Regions from separate parts of the Mus musculus genome. Here region 1 is linked to region 2. Evidence: chromatin contacts called from public HiChIP or PLAC-seq data. All regions are on one chromosome and are shown on one strand. Each heading gives the region's core, a stretch centred on a gene start, on an enhancer-like site or on the middle of the called end of the contact. The rest is flanking DNA. Distances are from core to core; before and after follow the strand shown.

What was found. HiChIP or PLAC-seq counts read pairs in DNA pulled down with a chosen protein or histone mark.
Region 1: an H3K4me3 HiChIP or PLAC-seq map of forebrain shows a contact between it and region 2, with 2.6 times the contacts expected there. The contact joins the enhancer-like site here to the promoter of 9430053O09Rik in region 2. A contact is called at or near these places in 1 of 39 promoter capture datasets (hippocampal neurons), 9 of 484 Hi-C or Micro-C datasets (brain, cerebral cortex, cortical neurons and 3 more), 7 of 115 datasets of contacts at active chromatin or transcription factors (embryonic forebrain, embryonic hindbrain, embryonic midbrain and 4 more) and 1 of 9 other capture datasets (embryonic trunk).

Annotation. Positions count from the first base shown.
Region 1 is chr16:77,635,234-77,637,933 of GRCm38.p6, forward strand. No RefSeq gene overlaps it. Among named protein-coding and RNA genes, the nearest start is that of Mir125b-2, 9.7 kb to the right of the region's middle. Within about 2 kb of position 1,443, at least 45 of the 459 cell types and tissues checked have an H3K27ac peak or open chromatin away from gene starts, as enhancers often do. A contact at or near this core is called in cortical neurons, embryonic forebrain, forebrain and 2 more, where this site is marked.
Region 2 is chr16:77,419,064-77,421,763 of GRCm38.p6, forward strand. It overlaps 9430053O09Rik (a long non-coding RNA gene), which reads right to left and starts at 1,319. Exons shown (of 4, transcript XR_003951960.1): 1 at 1,048-1,319. The region is part of intron 2 of Mir99ahg (Mir99a and Mirlet7c-1 host gene (non-protein coding)); the gene reads left to right.

The DNA.
Region 1 (2,700 bases), core at 193-2,692, 220 kb after region 2:
CTAGCCGTATATGTAGCAAAGGATGACCTTATTGGGCATCAATGGGAGGAGAAACCCTTGGTCATATGAAGGTTCAATTCCCCATTGTAGGGGATTGCCAGGGTGGGGAGGCAGGAGTGGGAAAACACTCTCATAGAAGCAGGGGGAAGGGGGATAACATTTGAAATGTAAATAAAGAAAATATCCAATAAAATGTAAAGAAAAAAGTTACTAACTTGATCAGAATAAATGAAAATGGACACACTATTCAGTAAGATAGTTAAACAATGAAAGTAACTTGGATACATATTTTATCCAAAGGAGAAAGTGACATATATTTGTGATTTCTTTGTATATTTTTTAGTACAATAGAAACAAGCTTGAGAATTCTGTGAGGAACACACTTTTATTTTTCCAAGTTGCATAAATGCTTGGTTTTTTGTTGTTGTGTTTTGGGATATTGGATCTATAACTGAGGACCCCATGACTGCTAACCAGAAACCATATCACTGAGCTATATGTCTGCAGGCCCACATGATGCGTGCATTCCTGTGAGGAAAATTGGTCATGAAATTGATCTTCTGATCATAATTTTAACATGGATATATTTTCTCTTCTGGGATTTAATTGGCTTTTACATTTATCCAGTCTTTGTGGCAGGCTCTTTCTTCAAAGGACTGACTGGTGTGTGTGTGTGTGTGTGTGTGTGTGTGTGTGTGTGTTTGTTTTGTGTGTGTGTGTTTTAGGAAGCAAGTGCTAGCTGTGTGCAGTTATGCACTTCTAAGATAAAACACCAATGGCTCTTGTTTTTGAGTTTCTCTTTGTGCCAGAGTTGCTTCCTTCCAAGAGCCCATGTGGAACACTTGTAATCCACTATTTGTTTCTTCCTGGACTCTGGCTCCTGCAGGGATTTACCTGCCTAGTTTGATGGAGATAGTCCATCCCTATTTTATTTCATATAGAATTTCTCATTTGTTTTACCTAAACAGAGACTGATAGTTAAACACAATTAGCCTTGAGATATTAGTAGGACAGTTTCTGGTATTGTGTCTGGTTTCTTTGCAGGATTTATTGGCGATGCTTCTGCACTTAACTTGGTATTTTAATATAACTCTTCAAATAGCAGTATGTCACAGGAAGTAAAAAGTTTTGAGAAAAGCTAAGCAAGTCGCTTGAAAGAAATGGATGTTTAACTGCTTAATCCAATTAGAGACTCTTAAGGTCTATATTGACAAAGATGACAATAGCCTTTATAAGCATTAATTTCATGACCCAAACACTCTGTAGAAGCGAATGTAGAATTTGTAGATCCTTCAGCAAATCCTCCCCGTTGGCTGAATTTATTTAAAGAGCTTTTCTGGTCACCTTTGAACCTCAATGATTTCTCCAGATGTACAGACGTGAACAATGTAAAAATCTTGCTGCTTCAGCAGAAATGATTCCAGCTGGCTGGGAACTGGATCTGCAAGTCATTGGTTACAGCTGTGTTTCGATTTATGTGATGGTTGAAAAAATACATTACCCGATTAGATGGCTAGAAAGAGGACTCTTTGTTTAGCCCTTGTGTGGGGACTGAAACTGTTTATGGTGCTGTTTTCTCCGCAGCCTTTGCAAAGTAAAGCTGGACAAATAGACTTATTCAATGCTCCTTAGAAATGCTGCATATTCAGCTTGAATTCTTTACTGGAGAAACTGTATCTTTTTTTTCTAATGCTGTCACCCACCGAATGTTTTAAAGGTCTAGCATTTAAAAGGAGCATTACATTTTCTGTGGTACTGCATACAGCGTTTAGTGATGAAAAGCAGTTTCCTTTGTTTAATATGTACTTTAAATGTGTCTTTGTCAGGCATGGGGGGGAATAGGAATATGCTTTCTCTTTAACTCAAGTTCTACAGTAGCATGGGATCTGAATCTAATTTCTAATTAAGATATTCACTTCTTATGAGCTCATTGCACATCGACAAGAAAGAAAGAAAGAAAGAAAGAAAGAAAGAAAGAAAGAAAGAAAGAGAAAGAGGGAAAGAAAGAAAGAAAGAGGGAAAGAAAGAAAGAAAGAAAGAAAGAAAGAAAGAAAGAAAGAAAGAAAGGAAGAAAGAAAGAAAGGAAGGAAGGAAGAAAGAAAGGAAGAAAGACAGGAAGGAAGAAAAAAGAAGAAAGAAGGAAGGAAAGAAGTGATTTCTAAGAAAGTATAATCAAGTATTTCTATGAGAGTTTTGAATTTGTGAATACTCTTTGTCATCTCAGGAAAGTTTACAGTGTTTATAGGGGTGTGGTTGGCAAATTATGTTATTTTCTCAATTCTTTCTCTGTATTTCTCTTCACACAGGGTCTTGCTAAGTTGTTTAGGTTGGCCCAGAATTCCCTTTGTAGCTCAGGTTGGCCTTTTAAATGTCTGCTCAGTCTACAAAATAGTTGGGCTAATAGGCCTGGGCCACATCACAGTTGGCTTAAAATTTAGGTTTGCCAAAAAGCAAAATGCAGATAATTCATGCAAACATACCTTGCTGAAGCAGCTAATATATTATGAGTAGATGTTTGCTTGTAGATTTTTTTCCAATGTAGTTGAGTCAATCCATTTAATTTAAAAACAACTTGTCAGAACCAACGACTTGTTTATAACTTAATCAGATATATGGAGAAAAAAAAACCACAGTGGCATTTTTAATTTTAACTTCCCAGGTGGCACCAACTTTTAGGATTAATCCAACATTCTTAAAAAA
Region 2 (2,700 bases), core at 69-2,568:
TCATATGTTTTAATCGTAAGTGACAAATCACAAGGCAAAAGGGAAATCAGATATTGGAAGCCATAGTAAACATCTGTAAAGTATCAAATATCAAGACCAAAGAGACTTATTGCTTATTGATATGGCATGAAAATATACTAAAGTTTTTTGCTAAAACGTCGGCACAGAGGAACAAAGCCTTTGTAGTCAATGTGAGCTGCATGTTTTATTTATCAAAATAACAACACTATTGTGCAGTAAGGAAAGAAATATAGAACAGCTACATGTGAGGGCATGTATGCCTTTGCTCCCTTCACTCAGACAACATGTAAGTAAACTCACTGCATTTGAATTATTCACTGCAGGGTTTACAATAAGAAATTTATCTGGTAAATTGAAAAGACCTCAATTAAGAAGCATGCACAAACTCACACTCATACACAGTCATATACACACATGCATGCTATGGGTAACTGTAAAACAAGAGATAGTCCATCAGAGCTTAAGAGAGAGAGGGCAGCCTGGTTTCCAGCAGAAGATGACTAGCAGGCAGAACCTCGTAGCTTTCCCTTAACACAGGGCAGTTACTTCGGTTAACTTAGAAAAAGAATGGAAAATACAAAGCATGTGATTTCCAGGAATAGATAAACCCAGACTCACTGCTTAAAAATTAATTGCAGATGGGTTTATATTCCGAGTTTTTTTTTTATGGTGCCTGAATATTTATAAAGTACATGGTTTGCTTTTCAGTTAATTTAAAAACTGACCTTTGTACAAATAGAAAGGAAAGCATTTTTTTTTTTTGCATCTAGAAATAAAATGTACAGAGGTCAAATGAAACTATTTTCATTTAAGCTAGAACAAAGAAGCTAAAGGAAACAAAATATCTGGTCAAACATGTACCTGTGTTCAACCCTCACAGAATGCTAACCAGAATCTAAACAAACAAAACAAAACAGAACAGAAAAAAACAAAAACACCCTCGTAAATCATTTGACCCTAGGAACTTTAAAGGAAGGAAAAATATTATCTAAGGTATAGTAAGTTTATAAAATAATAGTTACCTACTTTTGCAGCCAAAAATAAACGTGTGCTGAAAAATATGATTGTTGCATGTGCATCCCAAAGAGAATAAAAATCCATCTAACTCCTCTTTCTTCATTGGTAGAGGGAAGAAGCAGCTTTGATTGCTTTTAGGTTTCTTCCTTTCCACCCTTGCTGCCTAGTCCCTCTTCTCGCCAGTGTATCTTTATGTTAGGAGAAACAGAACACAATCCCAAGACAGACATATTCAAAATAAACACTTCCGGGGCCAGAGAGTAACAGGCTTGCTGCTTTTCTTTCTAGCTTCTTTTAATATGAGTTTATACGTTCTGCCACAAAATTCAACTTGTAAGTAATCCTGTGGTACTTCAGCCTAGATGAAAAGAATGCTCATTGTGAATTATATTTCATCTGTCACAATAACCTTTTTTATTCTGCCCTGGACCTCCCCCTTGCCTTTGGCAATTAGAGAAAATATGTATGCCTTTAAGTATGAAGTACTCGTTTCTTCAAATCCAACCAAACCACTCCTGATGACAGTCACAGACAGACAGTGCTTTCAAATCACCATGCTGGGGAGATGCACCCAAGACATCCTCAAGCTACCCAGTTTCACAAGGACACGGTGAAATTGGGCATTCGGGAATGAGCAGGTGCCATAAGTCTCATTAACATCAGCTGCTGGTGAGCAGCAAGGAAATTTTAGTTATATTTAAAAATTGAAATGCAAAAACCTTCTAGTTACTTTTTTAGTTAAATCGTGCCCGGAGACAGATATTATCAGTAATATTTACTTCAATATATTAAATCATAATGATTTTATTTGTCATTTGTACTTTCCTAAGCACAAAATAAGTTATGTGCTTTTAAGTATATTTCAACACTTCCAATTAATATTTTTGCTGATGTTTAAAGAAGGAGAGAAAGCAAAGAAAACACATTCCTTTCAGATAGAGTTTAGCAGACACTGTCATTCAGTTTAAAAATCAATGTGTTTATCCGGTTTACTTACTCTTATAAATTCACTGAAATCACCTTGAGAGGCTCAAGTTCACCTTTCTGGATTTAAGCCTGTTAAATAACAGACACCATCAAGTCGTCCCCGTAAAAGGATAACTTAGATGCTCGGCTTTATAGGGTGTAGTAAAAGTTAGCACACTTCTACCTACAAAGCTACAAAAAAGACCTTAAGACAGCTACAAAGGAAAACAGAGGACAGGAGAAAAAAAAGTTCCGTTTTCACAGCAAAACAAAAATCCCTGCTTGTACAGTATCCCAGGCAGTCTCCAGAACAGCTGGATAAAGGCATACGAATAATTTAAGCCAACACAAAATTCATCAAGTATGAAGAAAGAAAGAAGGAGAAAAAAAAAAAAACCAACTTGAGACTAAAATGAAAACCTTTTGGCCCACAGCACAGGTTGGGCACAAAAGTGCTGGCTAAGCTATCTATTTCACACATGCAACGACAGAAGGTTCGATATTCATTCGATCGATGAGTGAAAAGGCACAATGGCAAAATCAGACAGACTTCTTTTCAAATACAGATCTCCAATGTCCCCCTCCAGTCTGCAGCTGCACGGCTGGTGGTGTGGCTCAGACGGAGCAAGGGTTACATCAAGGCTGCTCTCTGGACCGTGCAAACAGTCTAGACCAATGACCTGCAGCATCATGCCC